Linked DNA regions of Oryctolagus cuniculus: region 1 is linked to region 2. The links are chromatin contacts, called in public Micro-C maps. All regions are on one chromosome and are shown on one strand. Each heading gives the region's core, a stretch centred on a gene start, on an enhancer-like site or on the middle of the called end of the contact. The rest is flanking DNA. Distances are from core to core; before and after follow the strand shown.

Region 1 (4,061 bases), core at 116-2,615, 110 kb after region 2:
TGGATTATTAATATTTCTGTTCCCCAACAGAATTTCTCATCCGTGTCCTACTTAGGTTTCTTTAGCTCACGTCTTCGCTTGTCTGTTTCGAGTCCTCTGCCATCAGTCTGGCAAATTTCTTCTCAGACGTTGGTCAGTGTCCTCGTCCTCACGGCCCGATGCTGGGATCTCTGTCCCCTTCGGTGAGTCACACTTTCTCCTTCATGTTTCTCTTATTTCTGCCATTCTGACGCGTCTGGAGAAACCAGTTGATATCAACTCTTAAGTCTTTGTTCTTGGGAGTGTGCCGTGTGGATAGCAGGTGCCTGCACCTTCAGGGGGGTCCAGACGGGTGTGCAGGGGCCTGGGAGCTGTGCCAGCTGCTGTGGGGGGAGTGGAAGTCCAGGGTGGTGCCTACAACATACGTGGTGGTTTACTGGTGTTGTCAGGGAGCACACAGGTGCACGAACCACACAGAGGACCCCTGCACTGTGCAGCATGAGCCTGGGGTCCTCCTGGCCTGTAGCTCCGTCCCAGGATTCCCACAGTCACAGGTGCAGGGGAGCCGCCATCTGCCCGGGAGCCGCCCCGTCCCTGAGCTGGGCACCGTGGGGGGCTGAGGGAGGAAGGCAGCCTGCCCCGTGTTCGCAGTTATGTGAGCCCCCGTCCCCTCCACCTCAGACGACAGTGGGGACCGCAAGTCCCTTCGCAGGGGAGCTGGGCGTCTGCGGGATCCTCTGGCCCGGCTCTGGGGAGGCCTGTGCAGTCCCTGCTGGTGCACGGAGCCTCCCCGGCTGTAGATTTTCATGGGAAACTTCCCTCCCGCGAGTGCCCAGGCCACAGCTGCTCCTGTCCCCCTGGTGTCTCCCCAAGACCAAAATCAGCGTCTTTTCTCTATTTGGCCGCGCTGGGCTCCTGGGGCTGGGATTTCAGCGTGTGACTCTGGCAGCGTGAGGGATGGGACGTGGACATTGAGGCCACGCCCACGTCCGGCCCAGGCTGCCCCCTGCCCCGAACAACACCGCAAGCAAAGCCGGGTGGTGCAGGCGAGGTGGGCGGGGCTGCAGGTGCGGGAGCTGTCCGTGGGCTGCGTGCTGCCCCAGCCCTTGGAGGGAAGCAGCGCGGCCGTCGAGTGAGCGGTCACACTTCCCGCTCGGACGGCAGGGCCGTCCCTTGCCCTCCTCACCCCGTGAGTCAGTTCCAGTCTCTCCTCCGGGCCCAAACCTGATTAGGACAGCCCCACCTCTAAACCTGTTTGTCACCCGGGGACGTGAGACTCCGGCCCTCTCCCCACCCCTGCCCCAGACTGCAAACCTGGTTCCAGCCGTTGTCATCCAGGATTTACTAGAAAAACCACCTTTTAAAAAGACTGACTGACGTATTTGAAGGGCAGAGTGACCGGGGGAGGGGTGAGTGGAGAGATCCTGTGTGCGCCGGTTCATTCTTCAAAGGCCTGCGGAAGCCAGGTCTGGGCCAGGGTGGAGCCGGGGCCAGGAGCTCCGTCCAGACCTGCCACGTGGGCGCAGGGCCTGAGCCCGTGATCAGCTGCCGGTGCCGTCTCAGGCGCATCAGCAGTGAGCCGGAGGCTCCTAGGCGAGCTCGCCCTCCTCGCCCCGGGCTGGGGACGCCTCAGGCAGGGAGGTCGGGCCTCCCTGCTGCACAGCCTGAGAGCCCGCGTCTCCCTGAGCCTCGGGTGCCCCATCTCAGGCCCATTTCTCGGGGAGACTCAGCTGTGCACAGATACTGGGGCCGCTGCTCTGTGCCGGCCGCTGTGCCGGTGAATCCAGGCTATGGGTCAGCGGCTCTCGGCCAGGGGCGTGGTTACGCCCAGGGGACATCTGATGTGGGTTGGGGAGGAGCTGAGGACTGACCCCACAGTGCCAGGGGTGGTCATGTGGTCTCATCACAGCCCCACCCCCCCCAAGCCTGGACGTGATTTGGTAGGTGGAACCGACGGCCTGCAGCAGGCGGGTCACTGCCCTGTTTTCCCAGTGGAGCCAAGGAGGCTGAGGACTTGGGGGCCGCGGGCCTGACCTCCTGCCCCCGAGCCGGCAGCCTGGACTCGGGCCTCAGGCTGCACACAGGGGCCCAGGAAGACCCCAGACTCAGGGTGGCAGGGGGGCCTCTGGCAGGACCTCACTGCTCTCAAGGGTGGGACATGGGCCCCCCTGGAAGGCGCAGCCCGCTGTGCTTTGGGTGGGTTCCCGCCACGTGGTTTACTCTCCCTGCCAGCAGTGTGTTCCCGCGTCCTCAGGCACCGCCTGGGGCCGCTGGGCCCTGGGATTTACAGGGGTGGGGGGTGATGCACGGCGTGTCCTCCGGTTTTGGGGAGAATCTGCCGGCTCCGGCCCTGCTCCCTGCTACCCACTGGGCGTAGGGAAATCCTCACCAGCCAGACCCAGACAGCCAGGGCCAGAGCCCCCTGAGCGGAGCACCGGCTGCTCACGGGGCGGGGTGGGGTCCGTGCATGGGGACTTCCGCTCCCTCCCTTCTCGGGGCACGCCCCACCCAGGGAGCTGTGGCCGCACCCAGGCAGATTTCCAGCACAAGGACAGAAAGAGCTCAGGCCGAGTGCTGTGACAGAAGGGCAAGAAGAGAGAGTCCAGGAAGGCTGCGTGGAGGCGGTGGTATTTAAGGCAGACTTTGAGTGGCAGGCGCACCTTTGAGGCCGTGCTGGGAGCCTGGAGTGGAGGGAGAAGGGGGCCCGCAGCACAGCAGCGGGGGCCGGGCCCGACCACCATGATGGCACAGGAGTGCCTGGGCTGCCGGCTCGAGACACCCCGGTCCTGCCGCTGTGCTTGGTGACCTCGGCCTGGCCAGGCAGGGTGACCGCGGCCCCAGCCCTGCAGGCACGCGTCAGGCATCCCTGTGCCTTCCCATTTGCCGAGACGCACTCTGGAGGCCCCCTGGTTCCCGGTGCCAGGAAGGGAAGCCCTGCAAGGACATGGGGCCGAGGCCCACCTAGCCCGGAGCTGTCCATCAGGCTGAAACCCCTGGGGAGCCCAGGCAGCACCCGTCTCTGGGGCAGGACCCAGGCCCGCTGTCGCCGTCAGCGTGCAGCAGGTGTGCAGGGCCAGAGGCAGATCTGAGCGAGAGGCAGCCGGCCCGGCTTGTAGCTCCTGGCCACAGCCGCCTGCCGTGGGTGCACCTTGCTCTTAGGGGGTCTGGCATCGGCCGCAAGCCCCATCCAGGGCCTCCTGTCCGCTCCAGCACCAGTGAGGGCCAGCCTGCTGTGCGGTGTCTCCCGGCGTCCTGCCGTTTGGTCCTCGCACGCTCGTGCCCGGCAGGCTCCTCCCGGGGATGTGCTCCGCTGCGGTGTCAGGGCCTCGGCCTCGGTGTCAGCCGAGGGGGCTGCAGGAGAACGCGCTCTGCTCTCGGGGGGAGCCTTCCGCCCAGGCCACAGCCGGTCCCCATCTCTGCAGGGCAAGGCTGCCCTCTAGTGGCCAAGAGCCACAGCCGCTCCTGGTTTAGATGCAGCCTTGGACCCAGGTGGGCGGGGCAGGGGACCGGCCACGTGCATCCCAGTTCCCTTCTTGGGCTCATCCTGGGAGGGGGGCGGTCAGCCCGAGGGAGCACCTGCCGTGCGGGGGCAGAGCGCTCGGCTCACATCCCTGAGTTCTCACAGCTTCACAGCATGGAAGTTCTCACCCCCACCACCCGTAAGTCCAGGCAGGACCCAGGATCCCACCCTGGAGGGTCCCCGGCCAGCCGTCGCCATGCGGCCCTGGTGCGTGTCCTCTCCCTAGCCCGCGTGGCCTCCGGGCGGGACTTCTGCTTTCTCAGCCTCACCTGTGGCCGTGGGGCCTCATGTGCAGAGCTCTGGGCCCTGCCTGCCCGGGCTTGTCCTGGTCACTGCTAAGCAGTCAGGGTGCCCGCCCTCCCATGGTCAGGAGGGGCAGGACAGGGCCTGGGGGTTCATATCCTTGCCAGGACCCTCGGGAGTGCCGGGACCCTGGTCCACGTGGACATCGAGATGCCACCACGACCTGTGCTTCCGACGACCTGTGCTTGGCCGGGCTGTGCTGGGGGTCACTGCGCCTCAGAGCTGCGCACACAGCAGTGTGGCTGGGTGGGTAGCGTCG
Region 2 (4,304 bases), core at 180-2,679:
GTGGCTCCTAGCCTCCGGCTACCACCAGGCTGACCAGGCGGCTGCTGTAGCCTCACGCCCAGCCCTGGTCATGGGTCACAGGACGAACCCACAGCTTCGCTCTGGCAGTAACCGCACGTCTCTGAAGAAAGATTTTTTTTTAATTGAACATAAACGGTTACACGGAAACGCCCATGTCCCTCTCACACTGCGGGGGCCTGGTGGCCTGTCCCTCCCTGCTGAGTGACACGGGGCTCGCGGCTACCCCGAGCCCCTCATGCAGACCCCCGCAGGCAGCCTCCCTGCTGTCAAAGGCTGGGCCTGCCACACGGGCCTCTGTGCACCAGGGCTGGTGCTGGCCCGCGCGCGGTTCAGAGCCCGGTGTTTCCTGAGACACAGCATCAGCTGCTGAGTGACCACAGCAGTGGTCGCCACCCTGGGCCCACACAGCTCAGCCCCGGGCACAGGTCACCGCAGGGAGAGCCTGCCCGTCAAGGTCTTCGGGGGCTGGGGGGGATGGTCCTGTGGCCTAGCAGGTTAAGCCTCTGCCTGTGATGCCGCCATCCCATATGGGCACAGGTTCAAGACTCGGCTGCTCCATTTGCAATCCAGCTTCCTGCTGATGGCCTGGAAAGGCAACAGGAGATGGCCCTGGGGTTGGGGTCCCTGCCATACACAGGAGACCCAGATGAAGCACCTGGCTCCTGGCTTCAGCTTGGCCCAACCAGGGCTGTGGAGGCAGGTGGGCCAGCGGATGGAACACCTCTCTGTGTGTATGTCTCCTCCTCTCTCTCTCTAACTCTGCCTTCGATAATTAAATATATAATAATAACAATAAAAGGTCTCTGGCGAGAGAGTGACAAGGGCCGGGGATGCCAGGGAGATAGGAGGTTCCGGAAAGTGGCTGTGAGTGGGGGGCGGGGGCAGGAGGGACCCTGGTGACAGCGCCTGGGAGGGGCGGCTGGGGAGGGTGGGGGAGGCGGCCCAGCATGGCCTACAGCATGTCCCTCCTGGAAGGCGCCCACTCGGGGGGCGGCCTGCTCTCATTCCAGGGCTCCGTCAAGAGCGCGAGGACCCAGGGCGTCCGCGGTGCTGGGGCTTGTTCAGGGCCTGCGTGGGCACAAGGAGCCGGAGCCGGGGTCGAGCCCCGTGGCCCTGACCCCTGACCCCTGAAGGCTGGGAGGGGCGGGGGGTGGGGGGCCGCTTCCTAGCCCCGCGGAGCCCGGCCCTGGTCCTTTTGCTCCCACGGGGCTGCTCTCCCCGGCCCCGCGGGGGCGCCCCGCACCGGTCTCCGCGCGCCTGGGCCCCGCAGCGCCACCTGGGGGCCGCGCGCCGCCGGCCTCTCCCGGGGACCCCCGCCCTTCCGCCGCCGGGGCTCCCCCGGGGTGGGGGCAGCGGAGGGGGCGGACCCTCCGGGCCTGGGCCGCGCGGCCTCCCCGGGCGCACGGCGGGACCGGGCCGGGCCTCGGAGCCGGGGCCGGGGCCGCCGCGGCGCGCGGCGCGAGCAGCCCGGTGATTGGCACAGGCGAGCCGGAGGCGGCGGCGCGGGGCGGGCGGAGGCAGGGCGAGCGCGGCGCCAGGAGCCGGCCTCCACCCCTGCGCCCGCAGGACGGGGGCGGCCGCGCGGCCGGGCGGGGACGCACGCAGGCTCGCGGCGCGCACCCGGGCGGCGGCGGCGGCGGCGGCGGCGAAGGATGCAGGGCAAGAAGCCGGGTGGCTCGTCGGGCGGCGGCCGGAGCGGCGAGCTGCAGGGGGACGAGGCGCAGCGGAACAAGAAAAAGAAAAAGAAGGCGTCGTGCTTCTCCAACATCAAGATCTTCCTGGTGTCCGAGTGCGCCCTGATGCTGGCGCAGGGCACGGTGGGCGCCTACCTGGTGAGTGCCTGCGCCAACTCCGCCACCGGCCCCGCGCCCCGGCCCGGCCCTGGCGGCGGCGGCGGCGGCGCGGTGACCTCGCCCGGCGCGGAGCGGGGCCGGGGGTGCGGGGTGCGGGAAGCCGCTCCTCCCCCCGGGACCGCGAGCCGGCCGGCGAGCCCAGAAGCCTGCGTGGCGGGGAGCGCGTCCATTACGCAGCCTGTCCGCGGCCGCCGCCGGGGCCCGCAGGGCTCCAAGGGGAGCCGGCCGCGGTGGGGGGCGCCCCCACCCCCACAGCCTGCCCGGGGTCCAGATGCCAGATGCCCGGTCGCCGCCGCTCCGGATCTGGTAACGGCGGGGACAGAGCCTGGCACCTGGCGGCCAGCGGCGCGTTGGTGCCTTCACTCTCCGCGGCTGCGGACCCGCCAGGGGGTCGCGTCCCTGCGCGACTCTAGGTGTCTGGGCTGGCCCCCGGGTGATGACTCAGCACTGACAAGTTCCCACCGCGCTTGGTGGTCCGGGTCCCCGAGGGCCCGAGAGCACCCAGCCGGCCCTGGTCCAGCCTCCGTGTGAGCAGCAAGAACCGGCCAGTGTGAAATCCGTTCTTGGCCGCCGCACTGGAATCAGAGCCCTGGTGCCGGTGAGCGAGTTTGGTGGGGATGGGATTGGGCAGGAGGGTGCAGGCTGTGGGGTCACCCCTGCCGGGAGAGCCCTGGGCCCCCCTGCGCTGCCAGGGAGTCCTGCCAGGTGTCACGGCTGCCGGGCGCCTGTGCGGTTCCTCTGTCCCAGGGCCTGGGAGATCGAGGTGCATCTGTGTTGCCCATCTCTGCCTCCTACATCTTGAACTTGCTCACCCACGGGCTGTGGGTGAGTCCCGCTCAGTTGTGCCGGTCCTGTCTGGGTTGCAGACACTGTGGACTTCAGAGTCCGGGCCTAGGGGAGAGCTGCGTGTCGAGGCTCCCTTGGGGGGATTTGTGAAAACGTTTAAATGGGCACACGGACTGGCTAGGATGCAAGTGTGCGTTCACAGGGTGCCGGTAGGCCTGCTCTGTGCGTATGCAAAGCAGGTGCCGCCCGAGCAGGTGTGTGTGCATAAGGGGTGGACTGCGTGCTAGCAGCAGCTGCCTCCAGTCCAAGTTTGTTTGCCTGTCGCCCGTGGAGTGCGAGTGGCAGACCCCGACAGAACTTCTCAGGACGCTGAGGGCACAGGCCATGGAGAGGCAGGAGCTGGCCTTTACGGGTGCTGCGTCTGCCGGGCCATGTTCCTGAGCAGCCCCGTGGGAGTGGGCTTCCCGGGGAGGGGGAGGGGGGAGCTCCGTGCACCTGCTGGCGGCCTGTGGCTGAGGACAGCCTGGTGGGAGGGGCCGGGTAACCCGAGCCCACAGGTGACTCTCAGGGAGCAGCTGGAGGCCAGGGGCACACAGGCCGGTGGGAGTCCTTTTGATGAGCAGGAGAGGAGGCGGAAGGTTCCCAGGGCTGCGTTCTGCCCGGCTGCCCCCGGCTTTCCTTGTCATCCGAACCTCGTGAAAATAAGCAGTCGGCCTGCGCCGGCCCCTGCTCCTGGCCCTCAGCGCTCTCGCCATCTGTTGTCTGGGAGGTGGGCGCCGTGCCTGGGACCCTGGGCTGTGCCTTGGACTGTGGGCCGCTCCGGGGGGTCACTGGAGGATGAGACGCCGCGGGGTGTCTGGGAAGGACAGATCTCCTCCTTACTGTGCCTCTCGGCCGTCTTCGGGAACCTGGGACCCTGTGCAGGTGGGCGTCCCCCCGTCAGCCTGACCTCTGCGAAAGCACCTGCAGACCCCCGGGGAGGGTCCTGCCATGGCGCGGTGCCGCTGCTGCTTCTGAGAGAGAGAGAGAGAGAGAGGTTGGGCAAGTTCAGTGCCGACCACAGCTCCTGTTTGAGTCCCAGACTCCCTGCAGCCAGCTGCCCTCCAGGGCCTGCACCCCGGGCGTCTTTTGAGGAAAGCTCCCAGGTTTCATTTCCTTCCTGCCTTGTCTTTCTGAAAGGGACGGATTCCTTCCCAGTGACCTCCTCGCATCCTCAATGACGCCGGTGTAGGCTTCCAACTGCAGAGCCTGAGCAGGAAGTGGCCTGGGATTTGAGAAGCAACTTTAAAAAGCAGGACTTGCGTGTGTGTGTGTGTGTGTGCACGTGTGTGCATTTGCCCTCGAGCCTGCCCAGCGAGGACTCACGGGCAGCTGTGTGTGGCTGGGAGGGCCGCCAGTCGTCAGGCGAGGCTGAGCACCTGCGGCCACTTTCGGCCTGGGTGCCTGGGCCCTCCCGGGAGGCCATCGGAAAGGATGATCCTGCCGGCCTGCCTCTGGTGGTAGAGATGCGGTAACTCCCGGGGTGGCCGGGCCAGCTGTGCGTTCTGAAGCCTGTTAGCGCTGCAGGCGCCTTCGCTGGGAGGAACCAGCAGTGGCAGGGTGTCCTGCCGTGGGCAGACTGCCCGGTGCCCGTGAGACAGCGCT

The links. Hi-C and Micro-C count contacts between places; a contact is called where the count stands out from the background.
Region 1: a contact with region 2 is called in a Micro-C map of ear pinna, with 10 times the contacts expected there. The contact joins the enhancer-like site here to the promoter of SLCO3A1 in region 2. A contact is called at or near these places in 3 of 6 Hi-C or Micro-C datasets (ear pinna, psoas muscle and an unstated tissue).

The regions. Positions count from the first base shown.
Region 1 is chr12:2,826,471-2,830,531 of mOryCun1.1, forward strand. The region is part of intron 2 of SLCO3A1 (solute carrier organic anion transporter family member 3A1); the gene reads left to right. Among named protein-coding and RNA genes, the nearest start is that of SLCO3A1, 110 kb to the left of the region's middle. Within about 2 kb of position 1,366, at least 1 of the 8 cell types and tissues checked has an H3K27ac peak or open chromatin away from gene starts, as enhancers often do.
Region 2 is chr12:2,717,945-2,722,248 of mOryCun1.1, forward strand. SLCO3A1 (solute carrier organic anion transporter family member 3A1) reads left to right here and starts at 1,430. Exons shown (of 11, transcript XM_070053479.1): 1 at 1,430-1,853. The coding sequence starts at 1,674.